Linked DNA regions of Gossypium hirsutum: region 1 is linked to region 2. Evidence: chromatin contacts called from public Hi-C data. All regions are on one chromosome and are shown on one strand. The core of a region is the stretch at or near the end of the contact, and the rest is flanking DNA. Distances in the headings are between cores, read along the strand shown. Region 1 holds the start of LOC107948132 (protein RGF1 INDUCIBLE TRANSCRIPTION FACTOR 1). Region 2 holds the start of LOC107948131 (probable 2-oxoglutarate-dependent dioxygenase SLC1).

Region 1 (6,246 bases), core at 571-3,070, 240 kb after region 2:
AAAGAGTGATAAAAAGGAGTAACCACAAAAACATCGAATGGATTCACAAAATGGAAAATTAAAAAGAAACGTTGATTAGCCATTTCACGAACTAACAAACTAAAGAAAGGATAAAAAAGAAAAAGAAAGTTTGTTTCTTTATGTGAACGGCCCATGTGGGTTGGTGGAGCCATGAAAACTATAAAAACAAAAAAATGGGATTCCACAAAGACTTGGGCGTTCTTTTATCCCCTTAAATTTCATGATAATTACAATGTGCACCTTGCAACTATCAATAATTAACGTTTCTAAATCCTTGACATTATTGACCTTCTTTACAATATTTATATAGAAGAAATTGTTGTAAAATGGGACCCAATTCCCCAATTCCAAAAAGCCAAAACTCACTTGCCCTTTTGTTTTTATTACTGGGACTTCCTAACCAAATTAAAATACCCTAACATCTCCCTTTAGTTAGGAAAATTTTACAAATTAAAAACCCCAAAATAAGTGTAATGTACCCTCTCTTTTGAAAAAAAAAACAAAAGGAAAATATAAGGTTAAGTAATTAAAGGAATATTTGGTATATATAAAATAGTTGATAGTAGTTGGGTTCTAGGACCCAAACGGTGCTCGGTGAGGAATTCCTTTTCTTCGCCTTGCATTTGAAGGAGGTGGGGGAGGCGTCGAAGGGTTAATGTCTCGTTGTGACCCTTCACGCATTTCTTCTTCTTCTTCTTCCTTCGATATTATTATGCCTTCTTCTTCTATGTTAAAACTTGCATTCCCAATATTCCTCTTTATTCCTACAAGCTGCTAAGTTAATATTACGAATGAGATTAAAAACCCATTGTGTTGTTTACTCAATCCAAGCATCTATAGTGAGAAATTGATAATGATGATCGATGTGGTGTGTGGTAGCTGTGATGGTAATGTCTATATATATGCATGTAATGAGGGATATATGTTGATGATAATGCGATGCAAAATGGAGAAGATTAAGGGGGATTAATTTATGCTAACCTTACAACCCAATGAGCAAAAACGAAAAGGGTCCAAGAGTGTTCTTCCACAGATTTCACATAAATGAGAAACTCCTAATTTCCCAGATTTTGGTTGAGGCCTTTCATTCAAGAATAGAACCCTGGCACTATTTATCACATAAGTTTGTACCCCACTTATATCCAACACTTTCTGAACCTCTGTAACCCTCACTACATCATGATATGATGATCTCCTTATCTGACAAAACACAAACTAGTTCGTGTTCAGAACATGGTTCTTTTTTATGTTTTATTTTTACATCATGGAAATGAGATACCAAATTTGGAGCATTACCTGAATTACTTGATGATCTTTGTGTTTAGAAGAACGGCAATAAAAGCAAAATGAATCTCCTTTACAGTCTAAACAATACATGTTGCATTCACTCCTACCTGCATCTCCATGACTTCTGCATACTGTGAAAAAGGCAGTACTTAGCAATGACTCTAGCCATGGCGGCACCAGCATTGTAGCCATAGCAATGGCAATGGCAATGGCAATGATCAGCAATGGGGGTGTAGCCAAAGGATCAAAATGCAAAGCATAAAAAGAGAAAGAAAGAGAAAAAAAGGGGTAACAAGAAATCGCAACTTAGAAATCAACCAACAAAAACAACGCCTAGACTAAGGGACAAAGCTGATAAACAAATGCAGCAAAGGGGTCGACGGATGGGATCGACGGTGGAGGCTGAAGTTTTTGGACAGCCGTTGGATGGAATAGACAAGGATGGCTTTGGCGCTTACGCTACTTTTGGTTCTTCTTTTGCGTCTCTACGTAGGCACAAGGTCGGCCCCCCCTTAGCTACGCAACTGAAGCTTCAATGAAATAGCTGTTCACACAATTTGATCACCACCTAACTTTCCGCCACATGGGCAGTCCTCCACGTGGCTTAATCACCATGGTCTGCTTTAAATAAAGGGTCCCACTGTTTTAGATTCTTTTTTATTTTTCATTATATGCTTTTAAAAATAATTTCTTTTAACAGAAAAAATGGCGAAATGATGGTCTTTTCACAGAGTTCCCTCGAAACGGCACGCTATGGCAAAGGATTTGGAAATTAAGAAAAGGATTTTTATATTATTATTATTAACTAATTACGTTTTATTGTATTAATTAATTACATCATAAATAAAACAATAACTACGGAATTATAACACAATAATATATTTTATGCTATTAATAATACTCATAAATGAAGTGATACTGCCAAAATTTTACATTTTTTGATAATAACATTGAGGGTTGATGTTTATAGATTTTTAAAAATAATATATCTAGGTTTTCAAATTAAAATGTGTGGGAAGAGTCAATTTTAATTTGACAACAAATCCACATGATGAACCTCTCATAAAGGGAAGGAGACATGAGTCACGAAAGGGGCACATCAATCAAAGAATAAATTGAAAATATAACTTAGTTTTTCATATGATTTTATAGTAATTGAGATTTATCTACTTATGAAACAACACTACACTAGATAATTTCTCGCTTTTATATCCACAAACCATATTTACTAAGAATTAATTTAGGCAGCAAGTTAAATCAAATCAAATTTTGGGAGTAAATAAATACTTTAAAAGCTTAATGTATAACTTCTTCTTAGAGTATTGGGGGAAAATAAAATACACAGCTGTTTTATATTAATATAATAAATAGTTGTAGGGTTGCCAGCTCCACATTGCTTTTGGGTGGGTTCCAGCAGTGCACTGCATAAGGAAAATGTCTTGAGAATTTTTTTGAAATTAAATTTTTTAAAACATGGTTTAGCTTAAAAAAGATATTGATAATCCTAAAAGTTAAGATGTAATGCTAATCACATCAGAATCTTATTTTTTAGCATAACAACTTTAAGTTTTAATTTTATTAATAACTATGAGATTCTAGGGATATCATTCAATTTTTGCCCTCATTGTTTTCTTTTATAAATAAATAATAATAATATTCATGTGAGCAATCATGAACCAAAAGTATGTGCATTCCATTAAAGAGGGGTTTGCTGTATAATAACATTTTGCTGGAAAAAAAAAAGCAAAGAAAAAAAATTATAGAGAACATTAAATTATATCACACCCATGTGATTGAAAAAAAAAGTTTAATATTAAAAGTATATTTATAAAAGGTTTATTAACAATTGAGGTAGTAAAGTATTTATGATTAAGCGCTCATTAATTTCATGTTTAATCTTTAAATATTTAATATTTAATTATTTTATTTAAACATTTTATACAAGAATACTAAAAGATAATAATATTATTATTCAAAAATAATTCAAAAATTTGGAGTATTATTTTACCCAAGCTAACAACCTTACCCTATCCACCCAAATCTATATCTATCTTAAGGTTAGCTTAGCAATGCTTCTAAGATGCACAAAAAACACTTTTGAGATAAAAACATTATTAAACAAGATGTCGTTGAGAGAAAAAAACTGCTTTTCAAATGCCAAAAATTGGCCAAACCCAAAAGCAGAAAATTTGATCTTCATCTCAAAAGTGTTTTTTGTCCCAAAAATACTTCTTAGAAGCATTACTAAACTAGCCCTTACTCATGTGTACTAATATTCTTTTTCGAAATAATAAAGTCATAGACATTTTGGGGAACAAAATCCCAATTGAAATGGTATGTTTTAGATAAGACTACCCGAGATAGGAGATGAACCGCCTAATTAGAATCTCGATTGGTCCAAAGAAAGGACAAGTGTTAAAAAGAATATTTCAACATAAAACAATCCTAAATCACAGAACCAAACTTCGACTGATCACAAGGAGATGAAGATTAAGTAAGAATGACCACTCTATCCAAATTTAAAGATTTCAACCAAGATAAAGCCTCTTAGATCACCATGCCTTCCACCATATGTGGCTCCATTTTTGTGTGACTGAAGCTCGTATAACCCTTTACGAAATTGCCAGTTTTATCTCGAAGAACTACAACATAAGTAGTTGCATTATCATTGATGCTAACAGATGCATTAGTATTACACTTAACCCAGCCATTATCTAGCCTAATCCATCTATTCAAAGCTCCTCTCAACACATTCCAATGTTTTTGAACACGATTGAATGCCAATCGAGAGTCCTTCTAATCTTGCAAATATTTGTTTGCAAACTCGATAATACTAGCAGGGGCAACATCTGAATCTTGCCAAACATAGAGGTTTCTATGAAATCAAACACTCCAAGTGACCATTATAAACCTCCATTTCTTATCAACATCATTAATAGACAAATAAAAAGAAAAATCGTAAGCGTTGAATCTTGAGTCATAATCAACCTAAGAGTTTTCCATATAATAGCAGTAATAGTAACACGGAAATAAAGCATGAATTACATATTCCACAGTTCCAAATCTTGATCAATTAGGATCTAAATTGCAACCTTCTTCAGTAATATACTTTTGACAGGGATATAATTGCAAAAATATCTCCAAAAAAATAACTTAACTTTAGGTGGAAAAGAACTGATACATATTTTGTGCCAACTAAAGTTAATAGTAAATTGGGATATACTTGTATACATTTGGAACACAAGCTTATAACTAGACTTTCATCATACAACCCTTGCCAATTATGATGCCAAATAAGAGAATCATGTGGCTTGTGAATGCTCAAAGGGATTTTTGTGATTCTAGGGACACCGACTGGTGATAAGCTATCTATATTAAGAATATAATTTACTTTTAAATGCTCCATCCTTGATAAAGGCTCATATTTGACATAGAATTTGTTATTATCTGGTAACCATGGGTACCCAGATACTGAAATATCTGCTCCATCTCTCAATATCCATCAAAGATCTGTAGAGAAATAATTCTAGGCTACAAAGATACTCTTCCAAATAAAAGACAAATTCTGTCCTTGTAACACCCCTAACCCGTATCCATCATCAGAATAGGGTTACAAAGCATTACCAAAGTTTACAGAATAATTAAGGATATTTCACATCATTTATTATTCATGCCCTATACTAATCATATTGTCCCTTGAAAAGGCCCTCGAGGCCCAAACTAAACATTAGAATAAAATCGAGACTTAATTAGGATTTTAGAAAAAAATTTCATGAAATTTCAAAATTTTTCCTAGATGTAGGGCTCACACTGTAACATCCCTAACCCATATTCAACGTCGGAATAAGGTTACGATGTATTACTAGAAATCACACACAATTCACATACATTCATATATTCATAACCAAAATCTATTCATATCAATCACATTGTCCCTTGTAAGGTCCTACAAGACCTTAAAACATGCTTAGAAGTGGTTCGGACTAAATCAATAACATTCAAAAACTTTGGGAAACATAGAAAATTTTCAAACATATAAGGGTCACACGCCCGTGTGAACAGGCCATGTGCCTCACACTACTACCAGACACACCCTGTCATAGACCGTGTGAAAACAGGGCATACATACTGACTTGCACCACACAGTCGAGGACACAACACGGCTGAGGACGCGCCCATGTGCCATGGCCGTGGGAAAATTAGGGAGGTTACTGACTTGGGTCACATGGCTGACCATACGCCCATGTGCCAGCCCATGTACCACACACGGCCAATAGACACACCCGTGTGTCTAGGCCGTGCCAAACCTATAGGGTATACTGACTTTAATTCGAAGGGTACCCCAGGGGACACACGACCGTGTAACATGACTGTGTGTCACACACGGCTGAGACACACACCCGTGTCTCTACCTGTGTAGACAAAAATAGGCCATTTGCAAAGCCAACTTGCCACCCTAACCACAAGCATACATAGCAACCAAATAGCACCATTTCAATACATCTTTAAGTGACCAAAAACCTACTAATTCATACACATATCATGCCATCTATTCACAACCATTTCCACTACTCAATTCCACAACCAAAACATACCATTTCACTATACCAAAAACATCAACCATACATAACTACTAAATGCATTTATCCATCAACTTATTACCTATTTCATATTTCAACATATACCATAAGGTCATCTCAATCAAACCACAATATGATAGCTTTCAAGCCTAAGCACATCAATTAACATCTAATCAAAATAACCAACACATAATCACACCAAATAAGCCAACATATAAGGTATTATATACATCATATAATTAACTTATCAAACACATAACTTAAGCCAACTTAAATGGCCAAATTCACTCCAACATTTACAAGCCAAATCACATGGTTAATATCACAGCTCAAAACATATCAAGATGACTCTAGTCTA
Region 2 (5,645 bases), core at 2,406-4,905:
CTAATTGTATTTACTTTGTACAATCTAACGATTAGTATATACATATATCATTTTCATAGATTTCTTATACGATAAGTTCCACCACGTGAAAAGAATGGGTCGGGCAATTGAAGAAAACAGAAAAGAAAGGGATAAATTTGTTTTAAACCCATATTTCCATAACCAATTTTCAACAGAAAATTTCACCAAATTCTACTTTTTAACGATCAAATGTTTTATAAACTTTCTAAAATAATTTTGATGAAATTATGCACTTTCTAATAAAAGTATTCATCAGCAAAGTCATCCCCTCTTTCCATTTAATTAATTTCGATTTGTAAATGATTTCGATAAGGTTGAGTTCATAATATTAGGGGTGAGTATTCGATCGAGTCGAGTCGAATCGAGTGAAAAATTTTCGAGTTAGTCGAGTTGACAAATTCTATTTTAGTAACCAAACTCAATTTGAATTTTTTTCGAATCGAATCGAATCAAATTGAGTCAAAAAATTTCGAGTCAAATAGAGTCGAGTTAACGAATCCTATTATTTATACTTAATGTTGCTTTTAGATGGATTGATTATTTAACTAGTAGACGAAGTGCAAGATTATTTAACTACATGAACAATATAATGATTTTTCCTTTTAACTTAATGGGTAAACATTTATCAAAACAACGTAGTTTTACCTTTTAACTTAATTATTTTGAATTTTAACTTTTAAAAATGTAAACATTTATCAAAACGATATAGTTTTGTCTTTTCTATTCGAATTTTCGGATAACTCGAATTGTGTAATTCATGTTCGAGTTAAACCAAAAAACTAAATTTTTTATTCGAGTTAATCCAAATAACTTGAACTAATTAATTCAAATTTTGAATTTTTTATCGAGTTTTTATAATCAAATCGGATTTTGCTCACCCCTACATAATATGTCTTGTTTTGTATAAATTATATGTAAATTTTCGGTATAGATTTTATGTCTCATAATTAATTTTGTCCAAATTTATTTTGAATAAAATTTAGATATATTCTGATTATTAATCTAATCATGTTTTGTAATAATTAATTATGATTATTGATATTCTTTTTAATCATAATTAAAATACGTATTTATCAGTAATAACAATGACTAATCTTTTAATAATGGATGCTCATGATTATTGTTATTTAATCATTCTTTTGATATTTTTTAAATATATATAATTCGGATTTTAATTCAAGGCTTCCACTTGAATGTTGTTGTAATGATTTTTGGGGTTCGGATTAACAGTGTTTAAAATAGCCTATTTATTTAGCTTTTTTCCTTTTTTTTTTTTGCTATTAGGTAATTACTAACATTTTATATACGTTAATGAGTTTGTTTCAAGACAAAAAAATTAATTTACTTTGGTTTAATGTGTAATTTTATATATAAATTTTAATTTTGTTTAATTTTATACATAAAATTTTGAATTGATCTGATTATCATAAATTATGAACACAATTATTAAGATAGTATTATTTTATATTTATATATTGCATGTACAAATAATTATATTTATCCAATATAAAAATATATTGATATATTTATTTTTTTAAATGTGCATGATTGATCAAAATTAAAATCTCATGTATACGTTTGAAATGCAATCAAGGTTTCATGTGTATGATTACACCAAATTAAAGTTCATGTATCAAATTACATATTGAAACAAAGTTACATATAATTTTGAAATTTTTTGAAAGAAAGAATAATTAAAGTAATAAAAATCAGAAAAATATCATTTTAATCTTATAATTAACGAGGTTAAACTACAAATCCATTTACACAGTAATTTTTTCATCTTGACCATAATGCATAAACTTAGTAATAATAAACATTATTTAATTTATTTTCACTTATATCTCTGTTTTTGTAAATTTGGGTGAAAACAAGAGAATTAAACCAATTAAATCTTTCGATATTATCCATGCTTATGAATACATTTTATTATGTTTGATAGTACAACTCCCCATTTGTCTTTGGTCTTTATTTCTGGAACCTAGCATTTATAACGTAGAGTAAAGGCAGGCTAAGGTTTTTTTTTTTTCTCACATTATAGTAGACCTAAAGAAAAACAAAACAAAATATAAATTCAAATTCAAATTAAACAATATACATGCATTTCAACTAATACTGTCTACCTAATAATTAATTGGTAATATGCTATAACAAAAGTCAACACACATTGTTTTCTTTCCAATTTCTGGGCTCATGTCAATTTCCTAGACTCCAAGAAATTCTTTTTCTTGGGCTCACAAGATGAAATGTATTCAAGGAAAGTGGCAAAATCTGTATCTTTATAACGCCGTGGATTTACTTGGTCAATCAGTTTAGGTGATGGTCCAACCATGCAATTGAAAGGCAGACTGTGCAGTGAGGCCACCGATAGTCGTGGCTTTGCTGGGTTCACAAATACTCTGTGCAGCACACTTTTGTATCTTCCGTTGCTATATATCTGCAAATAACGCAAACCAAACTCAGTAATCATATAACATAAGCCACGTTGCTAAATGAGTTGAAATTAGAGGTCACCTCAAGGTGATCACCGACGTTAACCACGAAGGAATTGGGCATAGGTTCAACAGTGATCCATTTGCCTTTGTATTGGATTTGTAAACCCTCTACTTCATCCTGGAGAAGAAGGGTCAAGAAACCGTAATCCGAGTGTGGTGGCATTCCTAAGGTGAGGTCAGGTTCAGGGCAGGGAGGGAAACAGTTAACCACCATTAGCTGGCTTCCATCATGGAACTGCTTTAGTATTTCATCATCTTCTTCTGTCTTTTCCTCAGTGGTGGCACCCCACAGGCCCAGGCTCTCCAGGATGGCCTCCGTGATCCTTATAAACAACCACTTGGTTTCTCTTGCGTAGGTAGCCGCCACTTCCCTGAAGTCCATGGGACAGGATGGCCAATGAGGGAGAACATCCGACAATGGATGGCAGACAAGCTTTAAGAAATCTCTCCAACAGAACACTGAATCTTTTCTCTGGTTTAAGCTAGTCCCATATCGAACAGGCGAGGTCATGTCGGATGACATGTACTTTGCTCTTTCCTCGTACGGGAGACCGAAGAACCTGGTACTCACATCGATCATGCTTCTTATAGCTTCAATGGGGATACCGTGATTCACCACCTGAAAGAATCCATATTCTTCGCAAGCGGAGGAGAGGGAGTTGAGGACTTCGGACCGATTCGGGCCTTGTAATTCAGCAAAATCGATTACAGGCAGTTTAAGACTAGACTTAGTTGCATTTGGATGCTCTTTATCTACTTTGGGTCGATCCGAAACTGGCAATATGTACTTGTTGGGAAGTTTGCTAACTCCATTTTCGAAAAGATGCTTCACTCCTTTCTGGAACTCATCATCGTTAGTTAGTGCCATTGCAGAGGGACACATGAATTCCCTGTTCATAACAACAACCAAAAATAATTCACAATATAAGTTAATGTTTGCATATGAATATGAGAGAAATGAAGAAAGACCGAGTACCCACCTAATAAACAAAGGAAATGGAGCAAGTGGGAGGGAATAGGGATGTGAATGAACGAGGGGGGGGGTTTGGAGTTTGATGTATTTATAGGAGAGAATGGAGGGAAGGGAAGACTACAGAAGCAAGTTTTGGGGAAAAAACCGGATTCGGATTTATGGATCCCAGGAACTGACTGCTTCCATTATGTAAACCAAAACCGTTGACAAATAATGAGTCAAAATCATAAAGGAAAGTAAGGACTACAAAATTCTACGTAATAATTAATCAGTCAAATCATCTATTGCCTTCTCATTACTATTAACTTGGTAATTTGTTTGGTTTTACAACTTAAAGAAATTCTTTTATTTAATATAAATATCATTATCAAATTTTAAATAGTAAACTTAATTATATACTATAATCTATTTAATTAAATTCACATTTAGACAAATAATATAACTCTTTCTCATCTGTCTCATGCCTCTGACTTTTTGCATGCAGCTCATCGCAGTGGGGTCCCTTTCCTATCTTCGCTCACTACAAATGAATATGATTTCTCTTCATTTAGGAAATTTTTTATTTTGAGTTTGGGTTTATTCTTGGTCAAAGAACAAGTTATACCTTTAATTATTACCACACCACTAGTTTTCTCTGTTAAGAGCTCAATCTTATGTCTAACTTAAAGATACCTATGTGAAGAAATTAAATTAGAGATATGTTTTTTCAACCATTTACAGCATCACTTGTGATTTTAACCTTTCATTCCTAAGTTAGATCGAATTTCTAAATAATTTAATATTATTTTATCTACTTATAAAATTTAAACTCTAAACCTATAGATGGGTTTGGTATCCATATTCATATACGAAATCGTACAAGCCTGTGAAGCTAATAAATATTGTATCGGTGTAAATTGACTACTCTCCCTTTTAATGGTCCCCTAAGAAAAAGCCCATCAAGTTTTGGATTCGATCGACACAGCTACAATGCGTTTTGCTGGCTGTTGTTTTTGCACACAAGTTCGAAAACAATAAAACAAATGAATTTACGAATTATTTTCGAAAATTCCAAAACAAAACACGACGACACATAAGCTTACAAAAAAGGGAGAAAAAGGTTGTCGACATCAAAACATAGAGTTGACAAGTTGTGGTATCACTTATTTTAATTATTTTTCATAACATACAATATAAAAAACTTGTTTCGCATTGATTTAAACTAAATTATTTTACAGACATATAATATAAACTCTATGAATTACAAATACAGTTCATGCTCGTGACTATACGTAGGATCAACCGATCAACCAATAAGCAACTCATTTACACGTAAATTTCGTCAAAATAGCAATGGATTATTAATATATAATTAAGAAACCACTAGGGTTTATGGTTTACAAGTTTGATACAGTTATTTGATGGACGCTCATCTCCTTGTTACGCTATACATACTTTTGACCATTTTTTTTTGTGAAAATATTATTTTAAAATTTTGAATTGGAAATCAAGTTTTTAAATTTGTTGATGAAGGGGGAAGGGATTAAATAGAGCTTTTTCATATCTTGAAAAGATAAAAGTACAATTTTATCAAAGATTAATTTATAATTTAATTATTTCTAAAGAAATTAAATTGAATATTTTTAATTTCAAGGGCAAAGCCATTGCCAGCTCCTGGCTTCACCTTTGCGGTTAGTAAGGATGAAACCAGAAATATTATGAAGGGGGATAAAATTGAAGTTTGTAGATTATACAACGATCCAATTTTTATTTTTTATTTTTGAAAGATTGTGCTTCAAGTTCAATTTGGATGGACTCTGGTGACCATTTTCACAATTAAAAGAAATTAAATTTTGTTTTTATATTAGTATTTATATATTTCAAAATTAATTTAATTAAAAATATTTTTTATCATCCAATAGTAACTCAAGTTGGGTTGGTTCAAATAGATATTTCAATGTCACTTTAATCTAATTAAATTAGGCTTTATTTGATAAAAATGTTGAAAAATTTTAATTATTTTCTTATTCTATTTCATTTAAAATTATATTATCATTATTAAATAATTTAATTAAATTCAATATTTAATTTTTAATTCAATATTTAATTTTTAATGATATACTTAACAAATTTTATAAATTAAATTACGCAATTAATGGTCTTGCGACTTAACTAAA

Evidence for each region. Hi-C and Micro-C count contacts between places; a contact is called where the count stands out from the background.
Region 1: a Hi-C map of leaf shows a contact between it and region 2, with 2.4 times the contacts expected there. The contact joins the promoter of LOC107948132 here to the promoter of LOC107948131 in region 2. A contact is called at or near these places in 5 of 34 Hi-C or Micro-C datasets (callus, hypocotyl and leaf).

What each region holds. Positions count from the first base shown.
Region 1 is chrA04:63,348,293-63,354,538 of Gossypium_hirsutum_v2.1, reverse strand. LOC107948132 (protein RGF1 INDUCIBLE TRANSCRIPTION FACTOR 1) reads right to left here and starts at 1,820. Exons shown (of 3, transcript XM_016882599.2): 1 at 1,318-1,820; 2 at 1,003-1,221; 3 at 54-792. The coding sequence starts at 1,500. The coding sequence ends at 595.
Region 2 is chrA04:63,593,880-63,599,524 of Gossypium_hirsutum_v2.1, reverse strand. It overlaps LOC107948131 (probable 2-oxoglutarate-dependent dioxygenase SLC1), which reads right to left and starts at 3,655. Exons shown (of 3, transcript XM_016882598.2): 1 at 3,497-3,655; 2 at 2,536-3,406; 3 at 1,901-2,458. The coding sequence starts at 3,399. The coding sequence ends at 2,213.